2 separate regions of the Bos taurus genome follow, and region 1 is linked to region 2. The links are chromatin contacts, called in public Hi-C maps. All regions are on one chromosome and are shown on one strand. The core of a region is the stretch at or near the end of the contact, and the rest is flanking DNA. Distances in the headings are between cores, read along the strand shown. Region 1 has its middle 5.2 kb from the start of PPIF. Region 2 overlaps ZMIZ1 (zinc finger MIZ-type containing 1).

Region 1 (5,718 bases), core at 399-2,898, 110 kb before region 2:
GATGAGGCGTGGCGGCCACGGAGAATCCTGAAGGCCAGGCTGAGGTCTCACGTTGTTGAATAGCACTGGGAAACCACGGATGGTGCAATACTTCATTCCACTGTGTTATACCTTCTATCCTCTTTGGAAAATCAAACATCATCACTGCCTCTTGCCTGAGCCAGAGAAAATTGCACCTGCTCCACAGGCTCAGCTGTGAAATCATTTCTCCCTGTGCTGACCTCAGTCGGCATCAGGAGCAGGGACTGTCCCTGGCCTGAGCCGTGGACTGAAACATGCCCAATCCGCACCCAGGTGAGACGGGGTAGGTGTCACCCTCACCTGGCTCTGAGGTTATTTATAAACTCTGTGTCATCCTTAGAAACAGCAGTTGCTCTCTGCTCAGCCCAAGTGGCTTCTCATCCAGGGTGTTAATGGTTTTCATCACTCAGGGATCCTGTAAAGCCATCTGTAGGCCTCACAGAGCCAAAGAGCTGTCAGATTATGCTGACATCTGGGGTTGCAAGCTCAGATACCTGTGGGGGCCGGGCAGTGACACCTCAGGGTGAGGCATGCTGGGCAAGGCTATAGGGAGAAAGTGGAGGCAGCACTGTGTCCTGTGTCCAAACAGCACCGTTAAAGGGCAGCTCCTACCCCAGCCGGTCAATTATTGTATGTATACAATGGGTCCAGTGTAGTCAAATCTCATTTTTCAATAAAAACTGAAAACTTCGGGTTTTATGGAAATCTCCCAACTCATATATTGGCAACTCATTTTAAAATAAAATTAAACCCTAAATAAGCCCTAAACAGCATATTCACACCCTGGCTGGGGCCTCTGGCCCTGTAGTTTGCAAGCTCTAATCTCTACTGTGTAGATGAGAGACCTGAAGTTCAGAGAGGGAAAGGAACTTGCCTCTGGTCACACAGCCTCGAAGTACTGGGACTGTGGTCAAACCCCTCTCTTCACACTTACCGGGGCTCTTTCTGCAAGATTCACTCAGCAGACATGTTTTCAGGGCTCCTACTAAATGCAGGATCTGAGCTTTACCCTCAAGATACAGAATAGCTCCTGTTTCTTCTAGGTGGTCTGTGGGGTTACTAATGTCTGCGTCACAGAACTGTTCATATTAGGGAGCTGGTGAGGGGCATTGAGCATGAGGGCCTCTGTGAATGAATGAATGAATGAATGCACACCGCCTGACCTAGGCCAGCTGAGGACTCGGTCAAGGTGGGAAGGCTGGCTTTGAGTGAATGATGTGGTGCCCTATGGATGTGTACCCTAAGGTGCACTCCTGTGAGTGGATTTTTTTATGGGTGGATTTAAAAACATATATATTTATTATTTTTATTTGGATTTGCTGGGCCTTAGTCAGAGTATGTGGGATCTAGTTCTTCAACCAGGGATCAAACCTGGGCCCCTACATTGGGAGGGTGGAGTCTTAGCCACGGGACCACCAGCGAAGTCCCTGATAGATGGATTTTTTTTATGGGTAGATTTTTACTACTGCTGACCCAAGACTCCCTTTAATAATGTAAGAACACCATCATCACACCAACTGATGTGTAATATTTGGAGGCTTGCTTAAGTATATTCATCAGACCGTGTGTCTTTTGATCCACAACACAACTTGTGAGGTCAGCTGGGCTGGAATGTTATCTCACCTAGTAGAGGAGGGAACTGGAGCTGTAAATAGCAAAGTGGCAGACAGCCTAAGGCTATACTGAGGAGCCAGCCCTTGAGCCAGGGTCACTGAGTTTGGGCTCTTTCCACTCTATAAAATGGTTATGTGGCTAAGACTCCATGCTTCCAATGCAGGGGGCCTGGGTTCAATCCCTGGTTAGGGAACTAGATCTCACATGCTGCAGGTAAGACCAGGGCGGCCAGGTAAATAAACCAATACAAAGTTATGATGGCATCTTTCCCTGATCCCACCCCCGGTGAGTCAGGCGGGCTCTAAGATGATCCCCAGGGATGCCCCAGTAGTCACAGCCTGGCGTTGCCCCCATCTTGGATGTGGGCTGGACATAACAACTTCCTCCTAGTGAACAGAATAGGGCAAAAGTGGTGGGGTGCCTCTTCCAAGATTAGGCAACAAGGAGACTGTGCTTCCCGCCTTGGGCTCGCTCTCTCTGTCTCTCCTCAGCCGCTGCCCTTTAACACACTCAGGCAGCCCGTGGAGGCCCCGGTGGTGAGGAACCCAAACTGGCCAGCCACTACAGGAGAGACTTAGACATGCATCTTCTGCAGGCAGCCAGCAGCCATGTGAGCCAGCTTGGAAGTGGATCCTGCAGGTCCCGTAGAGCCTTGGGGTGACTGCCGCCCAGCTGGCGCCTTGACCACCACCTCCTGAGAGACCTTGAGCCAGGAGACCCAGCTAAACCATGCCCAGACATCTGACCCACAGGAACCCTGAGACAATAAGATGCTTGTTCCTTTAAGCTCCTCAGTGTTGGGTCACGTGTTATGCAGCACAGATAACTAATAGATAGATGAAACCTGTAGCCAGGGCCCTTTAAAACCCAGCTCCTATCCCATTGCTCCACACACAGCTCCACTCTGACCTGCCATCTCAGCAGGCTTGTGTCTTCACCCACTCTTGGCAGAGACCTCAGGGCCGAGTTGGCGACAACTGGCCCTGAGAGATGGCCTGATGGGTCTTGGTGACCATGTGGGCTGGGCTGCTATTGTTGTCTCATTCCTCTGAAGGAGAGAATACGTGGAGCCTGAGAGAGAGGGGAAGGTGTGAGGAAGCCATTGGCAAGAGGGCCTGAGCTAGGGATTAGCCATGGCATTCCAGTGGCCTCAGAGAAAGGACAGTACTTCTTAATAACTTAATAACACCCCATCCTCAGGAGGAACCTGCTAACTGGGGGATTAACTCTGTTTACAGATGAAGGAATGGGTGTCCAGAGAGGGTAAGCAATTTCTCCAAGGTCCCTCAAGTGTCAAGTGGAGACTGGCATTCTTCCCCATTCTCCTTGGCTATGTGTCTTCCTTCAGGAACTGGTGGGTTCCAAGTGGCACCTCTTAGGTGGATCATACCAGATAGCATCCCTTTCTTACAGCCTTTCTTCCGGCTAGCCTGACACTACTTGGTGGTTTTGATCTGCCATCCCATCTATCCTTGTGATAACTCCACAAGGGAGAGGCTCCTGTCTGCACACGGTGAGGACAGCTCCAAGCCAGTGACTTACCCAAGCCGCACAGATACCAGGTGGCTGAGCAGGACTTGCCCAGGCCTGGCTGGCTCCAAAGCTTGCATTGCCCCTGCTCTGGCTGGGTCTTCTTGCCCTAGAGAATCTACCATTGGTTTTCAGCCCTGCTGGAGATGGTGTCCATTTGCACAGGTGAGCGATGTATAAACACACATATACTGTTATTCACACAGAGTCAACAGGAAAAGGAGCCCTCAGCAGGACTCAAGAGCTTCCCAAGCCAGCTCAGGTCAGCCATCGTGCACACCCACACCCACCTGTGTTGGCCAGCCCTGGTTGGTATTGTTATCCTAAGGATAACAATATCCTAAGGACAGGGCCTCATTGCCACATTCCCTAAAAGTGGGACTCGAGCCTCTGCCAAGACTAAGGGGCTGCTTGGGCCAACCTCATCTGAGCTCTGAGCTCTACTCTGTGGCTGCCAGGAGGCAAAGAGCCTGCAATTCTGCATCCCCATCCCTGCTTTTGGTTTGTTTGTTTCTCCCGTTGACCTGTGTGATTTTCTTGAATCTATTGGCTTTACCCTCAGTCTCTACTTACTAACATTTATATCTCTTCCTCTTCCAGTTGAATAAATTCCCTTTGAATTAACATTGCCTACCCTCTACATAATCAAGATTGCCTACCAATGATGCTAAGTTTTGTTTTTTCTTCCAATTAAAATAAGCACTATAGTCTTAGATGCTTGATAACAGTAAGAATACTTATCATTTACTGCACACTCAATATAATTGCACAAGGTAAGAATTTACATTCTTTCTTCCTATTTTGGCTGAGCCATGTGGCTTGTGGGATCTTAGTTCCTTGACCAGGGATTGAACCTGGGCCTTTGACAGGGAGAGCATGAAGTCCTAACCACTGGACTGCCAAGGAATGCCCTATATTACTTCTTAATCCTCCACGGCCCTTAGGAACAGGTACTAGTGTTAACTGATCTTTATAAAGCAGTTATAAAGAGCTCCTCTTTGGAGGTCTCCAAAATTAACAGAGGTTATATAAGCTGTCTGACGTTACAGGGTCTTCCTCGCATTAAGTGGCTAAGCCTGTATTTGACTTGACTTGGCCTAATCTCAGAATTAATCTCCATTGTCCCTGAATTTTAGTACAAAAGGTTAGCAGATAGTAGTTAGACTGGAAGAGGCCTCAACTTATATAACAAAGATTTCAGATATTAGATGAGCTTGGAAAATTGACTGACTCTCAGGCTGTGTTCCTAAGACTGCATGTCAGTATCACAGGGCTGTCCCTGGCCTAGGTTCAATCCCTGGCTGGGGAACTAAGATCCCACATGTCATGTGGCATGGCCAAAAAAAGAAAGAAAGAAAGAAAGAAAGTACATGAGCAATTCAACAGTTCATTATAAAATAGGCTTAGTGTTAGATGATTTTCCTCAACTGTAGTCCAATGTAAGTGATCCACTTATGTTTAAAGTAGGCTAGGTTAAGCTATGATGCTTGGTAGATTATGTGTATTAAATGCATTTTTGACTCAGGATTTTCAACTTAAGATGTGTTTATGGGGATGTAACCCTATTACAAGTTGAGTCTGACCCTCTGAAAGTTGTTGTGAGGTCTGTTGAGATGCTGCAAGTCAAGCCCTTGACACCATGCCTGGCACAAAGAAAGGGTGGAAATGACTTTCTTTTCAGCCCGGATCTGCCTCTCAATCATCCCAGCCATAGAGCCCACAAGGGGCTGACTTCAGGGGGTATCTGTCACCCCTAAGCTCTGAGCAAACAATGAACAGAAGGGCCACCCTTGGGCTCTCTTTGCCTATTGAGGGATCAGAGAGGCCAGTCCAGTCACCCCTGAGCCAGACCTGGCAGAGTCACCGTGAGGGCTGGGCTCAGCAAAGAGGTGGGGGAGGGAGAGAGAGGAGTCTGCGTGGCGGCAGGTGTGTGTCTGGGGAGGGTCCTATGGCCAAGGCTCGGGGGTTGCTCAGCCTCCTGTCCTCGATTCTTGTTTCAGTCTCATCAGGCACTGTGGTTGGACTTACTGTCTGATCCTTCTCCAGCCCCACAGGCCACTCTCTAGGACGCCTTGTTTGCTGAAGTCCCCCTGTCCCACGTGGCACCAGCCTGGTCTGCTCAGCTGTTCCTCTCCCCAGGGCTGTCCCCACAAGCCATCTCCTTTGACAAAGGGCCAGTGTTGTTGGGAGGGCAGGTGCTATGCAGTCAGGATGGCAGCCAGGCCCGCATGGATTCTGGGCGGTCAGATCACAGAGGAGTGACCAAGGCCGGGCTGGTTGGGGCCAAGGCCAACAGGTCTTCTTTGTTTTTATTGGTTTTGAGCCACTTCCCCAGAAAGAGGTCAGGGAGGGAGCCAGTCCGATGCTTGGCTTGGGGAGATGATATATATTTGCCAAGTCAGTGGCCAGAGGTTAGATGAAGGCCCCCAGGAAGGGTACAGTTTCTCCACCCTCCTCACTACTGGCCCAAGTCCCCAGTGCAACTTGAGACCAGCAGCAGAGAGCTGGAAGCCACTCCTTTCAGTCAGGAAGGAGACCACCCTTCTACATGAC
Region 2 (5,591 bases), core at 120-2,619:
GTGCTCTCCCCTCCCCCAACCCCTGCAAACTCCAGCCAAACTCCAGAGAAACCCACAACCACCCTGGAGGCTTCTGCTAACAACAGAATCCATGCTCCCTGCAGAAAATATGGGAAACAAAGTTGACGATCTCCCCGCATCCAGATAGATTCCTGATTTCTAAGTTGACATTTTGGTATATTCCCTTCTGTTTCCTGTTTCCTGTGCCTAACCAAATGTATATTTTGTTTCTGCACCTAGCTGAGGTCTTACTGAGCATGACATTTTGTTACCCTCTAAAAAAATTAATATTATGTCATAAGCATTTCCGTACGTACAATCATTCTTAAGGGACCTCACTTTTCAAGGCTGCAGAGTGGCCACTGAAATAGTTCCCGTTTCTCCGCGCCTTGAAGCTATTTCCAAATCTGCCCTCTCATTCTTCTGGGGCACTGCCCCCCTCCTCGTTCACTCCGGTCACCCCAGGGACCATCACACACCCCTCCCCCAATTCCTCAGCCTGGGAACGCTGCGTCCACAAACCCTCGGTCACATGGGCTCCTCCCGCGGCCCCCCCCCACACCCCCGCCGCCGTTCTTTTTCCCCAAGAGCAGAGTGAGGCCACTGGATCCCAGGCCTCAGCCCTCAGGGAGCCAGGGAACGGGAGGGAGCCCAGGGCCACCAGTCCAGGACGACCTATCCCACCTGCTCATTCAGGGTTACTCAGAAGGGGCACACCTCCCCTGGAGGTGTTACCCTCCCCTGGAGGGTTACTCAGAATGGGGACACTGCTCCATCTGGAGGTCCTGCTTCCAGCCCTGGAATTCAGATAACTGCTCTGTCTCTTCCCTGTTAGAGCCTCAGTTTCCTCCTCTACAAAATGGGTGTGCTGATAAGAGGCCCCCGTGGCCTCTCCCACAGCAGTGACCCGATGGAAGATGACTGATAAACAGGTTCTGTCCTTTAAACAGAGCTGACTGCAAGTCGGTTCCCAGGGGCCGGGTGATGAAATCCAGAGCCCTTTCCTGAGCAGGACCTGACCTGGAGTGCAGAGGCGGCTGAGCAGGAGGAAGGAAGCCAAGTCCCTCCCCGACAGCCCAGCTCTGCTGAGCTCAGATGTGGGGGTGGGGGCTGGTGTCCCGGAGGAAGTCTGTCCCTGGCCTTGATGAGGTGCCCAGCCCGGCGGCCTGGCATTTCAAGGGCAAGGGCCCGCCTGCCCGCTGTCTCTGGGGGCAGCCAGCAAGCGTTCACAAATCCCCTGCAATTTGCACCCACCAATCCCTCCCGCTCGCTGGGCGGCTGCGAGCCGTTTTTCACGCAGAGCTGCGCACAGCTTTGTCTTAGACAGATCTGGCAGGGTGTCCCTGAATAGGACCATTTGTCCTCTCTGGTGCTGGTGACGGGAAGGCGGCTGCATGCTCTGGGGTGGGCAGAGGCAGAGGGGGTGCAGAGAGGCCAAGGGGGAGGCGTGAAGGTAGGATAGGAGCTGGGATGCCAAGAGAGGCCAGGACTGTGACCACCACTGCGGGGATCTGAGAATTCCACCCTCCCACCTCCACCCAATTCAGTCGGATGGGAGCAAGAAGGAATGTCTTTAACGACAGAGGAAAATGGTTTACGACCAGCTTTCTGCTCAGAGAGTCCTGGGTGGAAGTGGTGAAATGACCTGGCTGGCCTCTGAAGCCTGTGTCCCATCCCAGCTGTCCAGCGGGGGTGGGACACTTACCATTGGCCGCCCCCAGGGCTGGGGTCTGTCTCTGAGCTGCAGAAATCCCCCTGGGACTGAGGGTTTCCAGGGAGGTCCAAGATTCTCCTGAGCCTCTCCTGAGTGGATCACAGGCTATAGATCGACAAGGGCAGGGCTGGGGCCCCATCGCATTCCTAATTCTTCCCCTCCCAGGCTGGCCAGGGGCCCAGGGCCGCCCTCAGCCCCCTCCCGGGGTCTGCTGGCCGCCCCTCTAGGGGCTGTCAGCGCACTGGAGAAACCAGACCAGGCAGATGGTTGTCGACACAGAGCAAGTGATCCACTTTGCTTGGGTTACCACCCCTGGGCCCAGGGCTCAGGCTGCAGTGCTGGGATGTGAGGGTGTGTGTAGGACAGAGGTAAGAAACACACATGTCCACAGGGCCCAGCAGGCTTCCAAATTCAGGAAATGCTTGGGGTGTGAGACATGGAGGAAGCTCAGCACCTTTTCCAGGGGTCAGCCTCCACCCAGTCCATGGCAGGTTGGGAGCCAAGGTTGCCATTCAAAGGAAGCCAGGCATTTGACTGGACAGTACAGCCTCGCAAAGAGTGAATGCTGGAAACTAACATGCATTTTTAAAAACCTCCAGTTAGATCTCAGCTGTCTGCAGGTCACATCCAGCCCACAGGCGGGTGACTGACAACTCCCTCCGCTTGTCCCTAAAAAGTCTGGCCTCCTCTTCCTGGGAGGTTTCGGGGGCTGCCTTCTCCAGCCCTGACCTCTCCCGAGTTCTCTGGTCCCTGCTCCAAATGCCTGTTGGTCGCCTCTCCCAGGATGCCCCCGGGATACCCTGGCACCCCCAGACCTGCTGCTCTCTTCACATCTTCCACTCTGCCAGCAACCTCATGCCTCTCACCTCTCACCTCTCACCTCTCAGGCAGGAGCCCAGGGAGGCAGGAGGGGTGTGAGGACAGGCAGTGGGCACCTGAGGCTTTTGTCTGGGCTCCACCCTGCCTTGCTGTGACCTGGGGCAGGTCCCCCTTTCTCTGGGCCTTGGGCTCCCCATCCCGTGGGTTCTGACATTCCCTATTCTATTATTTTAACACGCCACTGGGCTGCTCAAAGGGGTCAGCTCAGGGGACTGAGTCATTCAAGGACAATAGCAGAGGCACACGGAGGGCTCTTGGGGACCTTGGACATGGCGACTGCCTGGAGCCCGGTGCCCTCATAGCCAGCAGATGTGGGCCTCTCGGAGCCAGGGAGGTTGACATTTCAGCACTGCCTGCCAAATTGCTGAGAGCTGGCATGCAGCAACCTGGGGAGCAGGGTGGGCCTGCTGTGGCCAAGGAGGGGGAACAAGGGGAGGCGCAAGGCAGGTGACCTTCTAGATTGAGGCAGGGGGGCCCTTGCCCCCCAAGGACCTTCCCAAGGAGGAGGACGCTGCCACGTGTGCGTGTGTGCGCGTGCTTCCGTGTGCGAGCACACAGGCTAAAGGCTGCACCAGAACAAAGAGCTGGGGGCTGGGTATCAGAGGGGCCCACGTGGAGACGCCTGACTTGGCGGTTTGCTGCAGTGTCTGCTCTGCGCTCACGCTCCATCTCTGTCTCTCTCTCTCTCACACACACACACACAGACATGCACGCACCGCACAGCACTGCCCCCAGGCCTGAGCTCGTGTTCCAGAGCCCACACACCCAGCGCACCGCCATCTCTCCTGACAAAGCACCGCTCTGCTCCTTGCTGCATGAGCTCATCCCACCGGCCCTCTGGCCCCAGCCTGGCCTCCTGACAAGAGAGACAGACAGGGAGAGGGAGCTGGAGAGGGGTGGCGGAGGCACAGAGAGGGAGACGCACACACAGACACACACGTTCACCACCACACATGCACGCACACACACAGACACACACGTTCACCACCACACATGTACGCACACACACAGACACACACGTTCACCACCACACATGCACACACACACACAGACACACACGTTCACCACCACACATGCACGTGCACACACAGACACGTTCACCACCACCACCACACACACACACACGTGCACACACACACATATCACAACACAGGGAGAAAGTCAGAGGCAGTAGGGAATGGAAGGAAAGACAGGGACAGACACACGGCATTAGAGACCCTCAGGGAGAAAGGAGAGGGAGACACCGGGACTGAGTGAGGCAGAGCGGGAGCCAGGAAGACGGGCAGGCAGAGAGGCTGCAGGAGCTCCGGGGACAGATTGTGTTCTAGAACTGCAGAGGCCTGGCTGGGAGACGCCCAGCTGTAGCCAATGTGTGCACTGCACACCCCGAGGACCTTCCCAGCTGTACCCAAAGTGGGGGCTAGACAGGTCATGCACCCACCCACAGAGCCCCAGAGACAGAGAGCAGTGGTAAGCAGCTTCGCTGGTGCGGAAGGGGCCTTAGAGAGGTTGGGGACCACGCAGGGGAGAGATGGCAGAGAAGGGCGGCCGGAAGCGACCTGCCGCGGCACCCACCGCACACCAGGGAAGCTCAGTTAGTCTCCTGGGCAGCCTGTGGGATGGGCATATAATCCCTCCTTGCAGATGAGGCCGCAGCTCTGGGAGGTGGGCAACGTGGTAAAGATGGGGGCCAGTGCTGGAGCCGCTTCTGAAATTTGGGGTCACTACCCTGTGCTCCACGGTCTCTACCCCTCTCCTGGTCTGGCTAGTCCCCCGCAGACCCTTTATCCCACCAAAGAAACTTTCAGCTGGCGCTTTCCCCATCAGACTGGCACCCTGCCTTCCCAGAAGATGGGCCAAGCAGAGGATGGCTGGGACCCTGAGAGCTACGAGGCCCATACTTCTCAAGGGGGTGTTGGCAGCCTGTGAAACGTGGTTAGTCATGGCTCTTGGTGCTGACCAGGCTTTGACTCTTGGTAAGTGAATTTATGTGACAGCTAAGGCACAGGTCCTGCTGGGCCTCGGCATTCTCAGCTATGGAATGGGTATACTGAGAACTCACCTTAGGGGCCCAGAGCCTGTCATGTGACTAGATAGACATATATATGGGAAAGGGCTTTATAGACTGTAAAGAGCTACCCACACCTTGGGGTTACAGACGGAAAAGGAACAGAACCCTTATCTCAGGAGCAGAAGGGATGTTGGAAATACCATTGAGAGACAGGCAGGGCCATGTTAGAGAGACTTGAGGGAAGCGAAGGGCTATTCCAAATGGAGGAGCCTCTCAGATCCTGGTCCAGGGGGACAGAGGCCTCCTAAATTTACATCCCCAACCAGCTTCAGAGTCAGCTGCGATGCAGGGGGCAGAGCTTTAGGCCTGAGTTAGGAGGCCACGACTTCAAGTCCCAGACCTATAACTTACAAGCTGTGCAACAGCAGGCAAGTCACAAGACCTCTCTGAGCTCCAGAGTCCTCCTCTGTAAATGTAGACAATACCCAGTGTCTCATAGAGGTAGGCACTGAAGCAGAATAAGGGAAAGCCCCCAGAATGTCCTGGCAGGCTGATGAGAGGCCCTTGAGGGCGGGGCAACACGGTGGCCGAGAGAGCAGCTGGGGTTCCTGGAGCAGTCCATCCGCCTGGTTTTCTTCCCAAACCCTGTCTCTGTTTTGATGCTGCACATCCCCTGGAGTCATCCCTTGGTCTCCACTCTACTCCACAGGAAGTGGAACCTTCCTGGCCCAGCCACCATCATCCGCACCCTGACACCCCAGCACTCTGCCATCTGGCTCCTTCCATCCACAATGGCCTCCCCTGTGCAATCTGTTCTTTGAAAAGCTGGAGCCATCTTTGCAAAATGAAAATGTAGCCATGTTCCCTTTAGTCTTAGGACAACCCTCAAGACGGGCCCTGTGTGTTTAACTGCCTCCGACTTCTGCCTCCGGGCTGTGGAACCACTGGCCTCCTTTCAGTTCTGCCAAAAAGCCACGCTGGCTTCTA

What was found. Hi-C and Micro-C count contacts between places; a contact is called where the count stands out from the background.
Region 1: a contact with region 2 is called in a Hi-C map of skeletal muscle, with 3 times the contacts expected there. The contact joins two enhancer-like sites. A contact is called at or near these places in 2 of 11 Hi-C or Micro-C datasets (liver and skeletal muscle).

What each region holds. Positions count from the first base shown.
Region 1 is chr28:34,958,666-34,964,383 of ARS-UCD2.0, reverse strand. No RefSeq gene overlaps it. Among named protein-coding and RNA genes, the nearest start is that of PPIF, 5.2 kb to the left of the region's middle. Within about 2 kb of position 1,648, at least 3 of the 102 cell types and tissues checked have an H3K27ac peak or open chromatin away from gene starts, as enhancers often do. A contact at or near this core is called in skeletal muscle, where this site is marked.
Region 2 is chr28:34,849,084-34,854,674 of ARS-UCD2.0, reverse strand. All of the region lies in intron 4 of ZMIZ1 (zinc finger MIZ-type containing 1), which reads right to left. Among named protein-coding and RNA genes, the nearest start is that of ZMIZ1, 58 kb to the right of the region's middle. Within about 2 kb of position 1,369, at least 60 of the 102 cell types and tissues checked have an H3K27ac peak or open chromatin away from gene starts, as enhancers often do. A contact at or near this core is called in skeletal muscle, where this site is marked.